Regions from separate parts of the Zea mays genome. Here all the other regions are linked to region 3. The links are chromatin contacts, called in public Hi-C maps. All regions are on one chromosome and are shown on one strand. Each heading gives the region's core, a stretch centred on a gene start, on an enhancer-like site or on the middle of the called end of the contact. The rest is flanking DNA. Distances are from core to core; before and after follow the strand shown.

What was found. Hi-C and Micro-C count contacts between places; a contact is called where the count stands out from the background.
Region 1: a Hi-C map of leaf shows a contact between it and region 3, with 6 times the contacts expected there. The contact joins the promoter of LOC100381608 here to the promoter of LOC103626296 in region 3. A contact is called at or near these places in 3 of 25 Hi-C or Micro-C datasets (ear and leaf).
Region 2: a Hi-C map of ear shows a contact between it and region 3, with 2.1 times the contacts expected there. The contact joins the promoter of LOC100274729 here to the promoter of LOC103626296 in region 3. A contact is called at or near these places in 4 of 25 Hi-C or Micro-C datasets (ear, leaf and tassel).

The regions. Positions count from the first base shown.
Region 1 is chr5:45,914,981-45,918,606 of Zm-B73-REFERENCE-NAM-5.0, forward strand. LOC100381608 (WEB family protein At5g16730, chloroplastic) reads left to right here and starts at 1,607. Exons shown (of 3, transcript XM_008645719.4): 1 at 1,607-2,185; 2 at 2,674-3,034; 3 at 3,179-3,626. The coding sequence starts at 2,163.
Region 2 is chr5:45,971,594-45,975,220 of Zm-B73-REFERENCE-NAM-5.0, forward strand. It overlaps LOC100274729, which reads right to left and starts at 1,906. Exons shown (of 3, transcript NM_001149027.2): 1 at 1,750-1,906; 2 at 1,144-1,634; 3 at 1-604. The coding sequence starts at 1,807. The coding sequence ends at 8.
Region 3 is chr5:46,140,452-46,144,209 of Zm-B73-REFERENCE-NAM-5.0, forward strand. LOC103626296 (lysine-specific demethylase JMJ706) reads left to right here and starts at 1,934. Exons shown (of 11, transcript XM_008646682.2): 1 at 1,934-2,616. The coding sequence starts at 2,614.

The DNA.
Region 1 (3,626 bases), core at 357-2,856, 230 kb before region 3:
AGTAGACACAATTTAAACACTTGTAGGTACTAGAATTGAGTATGGGTCGCCTAACCCAACTAACTTGATTCGACCCGCCCGAAAAAACTTGATCCGATCCGATCAATACAACAGGCGGGTATGTGCCATAGTTTTTGACCCACAATATTTCACGGGCTGAGTATAAGCTATGATTTATGACCCAAAACCTGATCCAACCCAAAGTCAAAAACCTGACTCAACCTAAAAAAACCCTGACCGACATGTTGTCCAATAGAGAGGTATGACCTACCCGACCCGACTAGATACTAGGCACGGATGCTTAGAAAATCAAGTCATAGATGTGTCTTCATGAATACATTTTACAATTATCTTCTAGACATGCCCCAAGACACAACCCATTAATATGCATTGTACATGCCCTTAGGGCATCTATAAACCAGAGATTTTTGATTGATTTTCTAAATAAAAGTGACATTTAAGAAACTACCTGATATGATGATGTGTTTTTAAAATCATTCATATCATAAATATATTTAAGAGATTGTACGGATAGTCATGTAGAGACAGATGTCTCTTATATATTTTTTCATTTAACCCATAAAGACCATCATAAACGAGGTTGTGCGTACTCTCAGACCTAGTGTTTGGGCATTACAACCCACATAAATGATCTATATCGTAAGGGATATCTAAGGAAAAAGTGCAAAAAACATAATAGACTTATTTTGTTGAAGTAATGTCTAGCATTATTCTCTAAGTCTAAAATATGGGTATACCCATATAACCTATATAAATGAGTTGTGTTTTTGAGAGGTTATAGCGAATAAAATATAAATATTGGATTGTACGAATGAGTTCCTTACTTGTATTTAGTATTTAGAGAACCACGACCATGTATCTAGGTTCAACATGTCCTTATGGGTATTACTTTTTTTCTCTACAAAATTATTTAAACTTTAGATAGTTAAGTAAGCGTATAAGTATAATGAATTGGACGGATAGTGTACTAGATTATGCTAGATTGGAAGTGCAGGGCACGACGCAAACCACGTCGAGGTTGCTCAGTCTGCGTCCGTCGGCAACAACCGAACGGGCCATTACGCACGGTCGGGTGAATTACTGTCGATGCGGTTGCAACTGCTAGTATCTTTGTGTGTGTTTTATGTATGCATCACTAGCACTAGCAATAACTTTAGCTTAGGCCATGTTTGGAAACGTAGTTTTTTTAGTTTTGAAACAATACTATGGTATTTGATGATACTATAGTATTGAAACACAAAAGGTGTTTGGTTTGTACAGGCAAAACACAGTTTTAAATATCATGGTTTACCTAAAACCGTGGTATTTTTGGAGTTTTTGAAACTCCACTCAGGACCTCAGTTTTCTTCTCTTCTCTCTACATATACTTTGTTTTTCCAATAAAACCAAACAGATCTCGGTTTTGAGGAATACTATGGTTTTACTGTGATAAAGTAATACCATAGTATTTTTTGTCATGTACAGTTGTAAACTATAGTATCTCAAAACTACATCATTTCAAAATTGTATTTCCAAGCAGGCCTTTAATTTTTATCGGAGCCTAAATCATACTAGCAGATACTGCAGCATGTGGTAGCCACGGTGGGGCCCATAATTTGCATCCCAGCACTGCAACCAGTAGGTGCTGTTGGCGAACCAATCTCACCTCCCAGCCCCAAGAGGGCACTTAATTCTAGTTCTACTTGTAGCAGCAGCACGGGTACCTTCCTCCTCGTGATGATTAATTAAAACGCACGAGCAAGGATGACGATGCACTATAGAGGCATAGAGCCACAGTGTACCGCAGCTCGCGACGAGCCAGCCAGCCAACGACCGCTCTCACCTTCTTCGTCCTCGCAGCCGGAGATGGAGCAGTGTAGCACGTAGGAGTAGTTCGGGAACGAGGAATTCGCTTTGCCGTCGGCGACGGGAGACGACGGACGGACGCTGCTTCCTCTGGCCTGGGCGTCTGGCGGCCTGCACACCTGACACCTCGCCTCCCACAGCCCTTTCGGCCGCCTTTTGGCTTTGCAGGCTTTTTGTGCCTCCTGCTGCTTCCCCGTCCCTCCCCCTCCGCCTCCCACCGGCACCCCCACTCTCCACTTCTCCAGTCGGCCGGGCACTCCTCCCTTGCCCCGGCCTCACACCACCACACGTCCACAATGCTGCCGTCCTCCAGATCGAGGTGAATTACTTTCGCCCTCCCTGCTCCCGGACCCTTGCGTTCTCTCTCTCTCTCTCTCTCTCTCTCTCTCTCTCTCTCTCTCTCTCTCTCTTATTTTTATTTGCTCGCGCTCTTGTTCCGCCTGTCGGTTTTCTCTTCTTTTCTTCAATGGCAGATCTAGTAGTATCCAGTAATCCAGCTAGACCCGACGCTTCATTTGGTGTTTTTTTCTTGGCTCTCTTCTTCGCCGATTTCCCTGCGCCGTAGTTGCTTTTCATCGTCAAATGTGGTGTACCGTCTCGTCTGGTGATTTCCGCCACACGCGAATGTGCCTTTCTTCAGATGGTGTTTCATGTCTGTAAATCCTCAAATTCGGACCGTAACGGCCACTCCGTCTCTCACAGCTGCATGCCACACGCGTCGGTTCATGAGCTTGCGCTCGATTCGGCAACAGAGAATAATAGATTTTCGATTTTTAATTAATTAACGATGGATGTCGCCATTGACAGATCTGGGCCGAACGAGTCCCCCATCAGCAGGGGCAGGCCGAGCACGGCGTCCTCCAACCACCGCCCCTCCACGCCGTCCTCCAACCACCGCCCCTCCACGCCCTCCTCCAACCACCGCCCGTCCACGCCCTCCTCCAGCCACCGCCCCTCCACGCCGGGCGGCACCAGGAGGAGCAGCGTCGGCACGCCGTCCACGCCGCGCTCCCGCAGCAACGGCGCGGGCCCCTTCAAGTCCGAGCCCAACTCGCCGCCATCGGCCGCCGCACAGAAGCCCCGCCTCTCGTTCGACCGCTCCCCGAGATCCGTGGACACCAAGCCCGTCGTCGAGCGCCGGGTGCCCAAGATCGGCACCACTCCTGAAGTAAGTGTACTGCACCGAACTGCGCTGCCCTGGTTTTCTTCCTCTCTCACTGAAGGAGGAACAGGTGCTGCATTGCTAACGCCCTGTCTGATCTTGATGCACGCCTATGCCTGATCACTGTGATTTTTGTCGCTGGGATGGCAGAAGCAGCTCCGGAGGGAGGCCGAACTGCAGGCACAGCTTGAGTCCACCCATGAGGACCTGAAGAAGGCCAAGGATCAACTGGCATTCATCCTCGGAGAGAGGGACCGTCTTGTCGGGGAGCTCAACGAGGCCAAGAGAGTCGCTGATGAGACTCACGAGAAGCTCCAGGATGCCCTCATGGCCAAGAGGTGGGCCGAGGAGGCCACTGAGATCGAGAAGTTCCGCGCGGATGAGCTGGAGCAGGCAGGCATCGATGAGGCACAGAGGCGGGAGGAGGAGTGGCAGAGGGAGATTGAGTGCGTGCATGGCCAGCACGCCGCGGACTTGGAGACGTTGGTCAACACAACGGAGGAGCTGGAGAGGCTCAGACGTGATCTTTCCATGGTGAACGACGCCAAGAAAGCTGCACTTGGCCATGCAGATGATGCAATGAAGATCGCTGAGGCCA
Region 2 (3,627 bases), core at 656-3,155, 170 kb before region 3:
GAGATTCTTATTCGTCGGCATCCTCGTCGTGGAAGCGCAGGTGCCTCCCCTCCGGCACCAGCAGGCCCCTGAGCATCAATGCGCGAAGCTCCGCCGTCGCCTCAGCTGCATCCGCCTCCTCCACCCGCTCGATCTCGTCGTCACTGTTGTAGATGAACCTGGTGTGCTTCCCCTCGAACTGCGGCAGCACGGTCTTCTTCTTCTCCTCCTCCTCCAACACGGTCATCCTGCTCATCTCCTCGCACAGATCATCGTAGCAGTCGTCATCGCTGTCTTCGTCCCAGTCCTCCTCCTCCTCCTCCTCCTCTTCGTCAGTGTACTCTGCTGCCAGCTCCTCCACGCCCAGCTCTTCTTCGTCGCCCTTCTCAGAGCTGGCATGGACCTGAATGGACCAGGCAGAGGAGCTGTCGTCCTCAGGTGATGATGACTTGTCCACGTAGCTGCCGGTGCTGCTCTCCTGGAGGGAGAAGGTTGACGAGACGGCTGATCCACTGGACTCTTCACATTTCTCAGGGGAGTCATCGAACACCAGCGCACGGTTCAGCTGGCAGTCCCCGAGCTTCTCCTCTGCCTGATGAGGTGGAGGTAGGGAAGCTGCAATGACCTGCACAATAAGGGGAGCAGCAGGAAGACACCTTACGACAAAGTGCTACGCCTCTAAAACATCTAGGCTGAATTCCAGGTTAGATGATACGAGTAGAAATCTAATTTGCAGTTCTGAAAGAGCTGGGATGCCATTGACATTTGAGTAGGGGCTAACAGTGCAACATGAAAACATTCAGAAAATTCATCATATATCAAGATTATACTGCTTACAGTTACTCGCCTTAATTAATTTTAGTTCAGGGAAAAATAGGAACCCATTACCACCCCTACATACAACAGGTCATGCAGAATTGCATCTAATCTCATGGACGTGCACAAATAAGGTTAACGAATGAAGATACTAGATGAATTGGACAAATGGTAGGTACTTCGGCATAAGGTTGACTATATGCGTTCCCTGACTGAAATTGGAACAGAAACATTGGATCAAGTTCTACCTACCATGCACATGCCGAGTTGCAGAGTATTGCTCCTCGGGAAGTTGGAAGATTTCATACAAGGGGGGTTCAATAAGTGCAGAATCGACAGTTACATTACCTGAAGCTTAGGAATCAGCAGTTCCTCTTCGTCTAGGACGCAGGGCACGACCGTAGCGCCATCAAGCAGGAGGAGACCTTCCCTGGGAGTGGGGACGGGCTCGATCTGCGGCGTGTTGGCTGGCGTCGGCGCAAGAAGCTGGGCCGGCGACCTGGATACACCGAGCAGCGCCTGGATGCGCGCGGGCCTGACGATGGCCGCGGCGGCGCAGCCCTGCTCCTCTTCGACCTTGTGGAGGAGCGCCTTGACCTGGCCGCGCAGGAGCGCCTCCCCGGAGCCGGGCGTGCGACGCGGGGCCCTGCGGCGGGTCTTGGCGGCGGTGGAGGCGGGGGTGGTATCGGTGGCGTGGAGGGCGCCCGCCGCGAGCCCGACGATGGGGGAGTCGTTGGTGATGTCGTGCAGGGCGGCGCGAGGCTGGGTCTCCCCAGCGGCGGCGTTCTTGGCGCGGGAGAAGAGGGCGGCGGAGTCCGGCCCGGCGGCGGCGCTCTTCTCTGCGGAGAACCGAAGGTGGGCGTCGTCAGGAAACACATCCAACAACGCGTCGAGACTGCAGAAGCGATCCAAAGATCAAGAAACAGAGAGTCAAGGTGGGAGAAGAGGACTCACGGGCAGATGCGGCGGCGAGCGAGCGGGTGATCCTCCTGGAAGACAGCGGCGTCTCCATCGGTGAATACTTCCTCGGCGAGGTGGGTGAGAAGGGCGCGTCGCTGGCGAAGCGGAGGCTCGAGGAAAGAGACGACGTGAATGGGAGCGGGAGGGAAGGGGAAGCGTGTGCTGGAGACGGCGGCGGAGGAGCGCGTTGGGTGGCAGTTTTAAAGTGTTGGAATTTTGGCAGGACAACGGTAATATGACCGTTGTCTTGGCGAACGGACGAGGAGACGGCGAAGACGGAACGGCGCTGCTCGCCGCTCGCCCCTCTTCTTCCGTACTAGCCGTTGCGTGGTTTGTTGCTGCTGGTGTGCAAGGCCCCTTTTGTGTGGTGTGAAAGGCCCTTTTGTGGCACTAAATGTAGATAGATCAAATAGAGAAGGCCCATGTAAATTCAGAGGACCGCGATTGTGCGTGCGCCTGTGCTAGCTTTTTTTCCACCTCTTTGATAGGTGCAAGAATACCGTTTTTTCAAGGGATTTCAATTTTTCCAAGAAAAAATAAACTAATTTCCCTTGGGAAAATAAAAATCCCTAGGAAAAACGATATTTCCAAACTAGGCCTTATGTGTATATTTATACTAGGAAAATGTTCGTACATTGTTACGGTTTTTATTACTGTTTAAGTACGTTACTACAGTTTTCATTTATACTTAAGTATAGAATATGTTGGTCTCTTGTTCTTAAATATTGTGAATCAAGAACAAGGCAACACAATTGTTAAAGATTAGAGATCTTCGTCCTCCGAGTCATCATCTCCTTTCGGATTTGATGATCTTCAGACGATCACTTGCAAGAATAATGATTCATAAAGATGATAAACATTATCCATTTGTGTCTCAATCATATATTTATTTCATGATAAACATATGAGTAAGATTCATATTACATTGATACCTTCGTCTTGTTCGAAGGTGTTGACGCGAGAGCGATTACAATCCAGCGTGAACAGTACGGGGGTACTGTTCACCTATTTATAGGCACGGAACGCAGCCCGGATAAAAATACATTTATGACATTAACATTCGTTCATAATTGTAACATAAATCATTAGGGACTAGCTATTCTTTTCCTTTTCGGCTCAGCATCATGCTTGATCTTCGACACCACTTTAAACCGATGATGTTACTCTTCGGCTATAGCTTCGACGTTCATTGTTGTTATTTTCGGGCTATATCTTCGTCTTAAAGACCTTTGACGGAGGAGAAAGCTCCCATCACGAACCTTAGATTGTGACGAAGCTCCTGTAATAGTCAACATTATGCTAGAAGCAAATGGTTAGTCGTGTTTATGAGGACCTTTATAAGAGGAAGGCCCCCAACAGTAGCCCCTCGCAGTATTAGTTTGTTTCTTCGTAGCAAATTCAAACTGCGATATGAACAAATTCAGACTGCGACATGAACGAAGGCCTTTAGCCGAAGGTCCGAAAAAACACCTTCCTTTCGCTAGAATAGCGAATTGTTCTGAATCGTGGGACCCATCGCTCAGTGGTGCTTTGTATATATATATATATATATATATATATATATATATATATATATATATATATATATATATATATATATATATATATATATATATATATATAAAGGCTTGCGCTATGAATATTTTTCGTGCCATCTAGCTTTTGTGTTGTGATTGTCATTTTAGCTTTCGTCTTTTGTTAGAGCAACTGTTCTTTGAGCTTCGGCTTTTGTTGTGATCAACATCGAAATGGCCGAAAATAAGAAGACTGTAGACCCCATGCTTGCTGGTTTTTACGAAGCTATGGAAAGAACCAACGTTGAAAAAATCACTAATGAAATGTTGGCTGGGCTGTCTAGGGATTCCAGCGATA
Region 3 (3,758 bases), core at 684-3,183:
TGTCTGAAGGCTTTACCAAAGATGATGTCTGCCGAACTGTCCGTATCTATCAGGACAATGTGAACCAAGAAGCATTTTATAAAACAAGATATAACCATGACATCATTATATGGGTAATCTTTGAGCTGAATGTCTTCTTGGGAGAATGTGATTGGAATATGAGACCATTTATATCTAACATAGGGCCCCTGCACTCCGACATGTTGTACCCTCTGTTGAGCTTCTTTCTTCTATTTCTTGTTGACTGGTTTGAAGCTTGAACCACCTGTGTTTGGGGAAATAAGCTTCGTCGGCCCCTCTGACGAAGCTTGATGATTTATCACGCTCATTGTTGTGGAAGTAGGATCACCGGAGGTGGGCGCCAATATTGGCCACTTGTTTTCAATCCCCTAAAGGTATTAAAAATCAAGACAACACAAATAGGTCAAGCTTCATAGTCATCCCCCTTTTATCATTCTCGGAGAGAAGACAAAAATGAAAGAATGAAGGTAAAAATTTGCTTACGTAGGTGGGTCATTCAGACATAAACAAAGATAAAATGCAATGATTACAAGAAATTGAATAATGAAACAAGTAATTTACATGAAATGTTGAATGTGTTGAAATCCCTCTTCCTTATTATATGAATTAGAAGATTGAACATATACCTTCAACTTCGTAAAAATTACAACGAAGGAGTACATAAGTCACAACTTCATATAGAAAGAAAAATGAGTTCACCCGTCCAAAAAGTGTCCCCAGTGCATGACACTGTTCCTTTATTTATAGGCTCGAGATATGTTTCAGGCGATTTTACAAGTATATCCTTAATCTCTATATATTCAAACTATTGTACATGCTAGGGGTAGAGTTGTCATTCTCCTTCTCCTCTCAGTTTAGCTCCTTAGACCTCGAAGGATGCTTATATTATGCTTCGTCCGAAGTATGTACACGATGGTCGACCAAAGCTTGTTTCTTCGAACACCCGCATTGTTCTGTTTGAAATCTACCTTTGCCATTAACCCTGCAACACACACATAACAAAATAAAAGAAACATTTACTCGGTGAGTGTTTTTAGGATATTCAGAAGAAGAAAACCCCCAACAGGATGTGTCAACAATATAGAAACTAGAAATCAATGTGAGATGACAATTCATGATGGGGTATGGCATCATACAAAGTTGATCTAATATGTCAATTCTGAAATTTTATTACTGATTGAGTTTACTGTTCCTTCCAGGTGGAGAAGGCTGAGAAGTTTTTTTAATCTCAAGACCCCCCCGGAACAAGACCTTTCAGTTTAGACGGTGGACGTTAATCTCTTATCTTACAAATAAATTAGTTTCTAGAATTTTCTTTAGTCATATTTTTTAATTTAGAGACTAGCACCAATATTTAAAAAACTACATAAATATATTGTAAAAAAATATCCAGTAAAAAGCTGTAGCCACATGGGTTGCAAAAAGCTCTAGCGAGCAGCCACATGAGTGGAAACAGTACGGGAGCTGAGTTCCGGGGTCTGATTTGCAGGTTATCTTTCGCCAACAGTGGGACATGGAAGTGGCATAAAGCCATTTTCCCCCTCAAATTGAACAGGTAAAGCCTGCTACCGGTACTAGCACAGTTGTTTTCCTATGGTGGTATGTTACCGGAAGCAGTGATCAGTGTGCACGGAGCAAAATGGTCAGAAAGCCAGTAACAACCAGGAACCTACTCCAGAGTCCTATACTAGAGGCTACTAGAGCAGAGCAGTGCGCTTTTGGGCCAACTGCCTGCCCGGTGGCGTGTCCAGGTCGATAGGATAGGCTGTAAAAACTGAAGCACATGCAAGCAGGTGGCAGCCATCCCAGCCCATCCCTCCTCCTGCAGAAGTCTGCCGTGCTCCATCTCCATCCGACCATCCGCGCCTCTATCCTGCTTTAATATACAAGAAAAAAAATGAACCACCCTGGCAATGAGCCATGGGCGAGTTGGGGACGGCACGGGGCGAAAGAGAGCCACAAGAGAGAAACAAAAACAAATGCTCGTGGTCGTCCATCCCGCGGCCACAGGACGAGGCAAACGGACGCGCTCGCACGACAACCACCGCACACACGCACACGACAGAAGCGAGAAGAGGAGAAAAGAAAAGTGAGTTCAAAGGAGGCCACGGGGCGGGCGCTAGTGCTCGAGCCCGAGCAGAGTCATCGCAGCCGCGTTTCGCCTTCCCCTCTCGCTCGCCTGCGGTTCGGTTGGTTAGCTCGGCAGCTGGAGCGTTTTCCCCGCTGGTGGTTCGTCTTTCGGTTGCTCCACCTCCAACCGAACCTCCCTCCTCCCCACCACAAATATACTAGTGCTAGCAACCACCACCACCTGCGTCTTCCCAGCTCCGTTCCGTCCTCGCCCGCCGGCCACCACCGGTGGGGCCCACTGCCCTACGCTCCGATTGCTTGCCTGGCCCTTCCCACCGCCTCTGTGCGGCGTCGCGCGGGAAACACACCAACGTCCAAGGGGAGGTAGAGAGAGAGGAACGGGAGGCGCCTCGGATCCCCGGCCTCCACCGCGCGCCGGGGGACCTCCGGAGTGAAATGTGGGACCCGTGCCGCCGGGAATTTCTCTAGAGGCTTGTCCGCACCACCGCCGAGCGACACGATATGGTGAGTCTTCTCTCCCTCCCCTCCCGCAGATCTGCGCCAATTTCCCCCCGCCGCCGGCCTGCTCCTCCGTACCCGCGCTTTTTCCTCTCGTCGCCGCGGCAATTAATCACCACCAACACTAGTAGTAGTGCCCTCGCGCCTGGTTACTGCTGATTCCACATCTCCTGCCTTCCTCTGCTTTTCCGCCAAAATCAAGTCAAATTAAATTCTCTTTGTGTAAATTTCATCATCAGTTAATTAACGGCACGACCAGTAGATTTCGCCTCTAATTGCAACAATTCTGTAGAAAACTTTCGTAGGTAGCCGTGAATTGCTTCTCGTACATGGCAGCTTTTTTTTAGTTTGCTGACTGCCGGTGAATTCCTGCTCCGTCAATGCTGGAAAAGTAGGAGTCATTTTTTTATCTTCCGTTCAGGAAAACTCGTCAAATCCGCCCCCTGGTAGGAATTAGGATCACATCAGATTTACACGACTCAGGCGAAGAGTCAACTCGAACCTTCCTAGTTGTTACCCTAGGCTACGCCTCATTGGCCACCACCTGTCGTAACATAGAATTTTCTCCGGCCTCTTCGCCTTTCCGATATGGCTATTGTTTTTTTTTTCAGTCTCTGTTTTCGTTTTGGGTTGTGCGGCTAGTATCTGCGGCCACCGCTAGTACAATTCACGTTACGGGGCGTTGTCCGGTTCTTGCTGTGTGGACGTGTTTGTGCGCCAACTCCCAGCGCCCTTTTTCCACAGATTTCTTCTCTTCCAGCTCCACCATGGTCGTCACGCATGTGCGTAATTGCCCACTTGGACCGCATCTGAAGTCTCCTTTTCTTCTCTTTTTCTTTCTTCGTCCAGGGCCTGCGCGCCGATTTCTTATGTGTTCTCATTAGGCTGCTGACGAAAGTTAAGTTAATGACTTAATCGTGGTTCATTTGTTACTGCTATTATCATTAAGCATGCCGCACTGTTATGGATAATTGATTCATTATACAAACTAGAGCGCCTGGCTGCTAAAAATTTTATTTGCAAACTGTTGATTGTGACTGTGGCCGTGTCAGGGAAACAACCTCAGAATATCAGTGTGCCGTGTTTGATTCCAGCACCTACAGCTTTCTTGACTTGGTTGCCGAGTTGCTGCTCTTTGGTACTACATA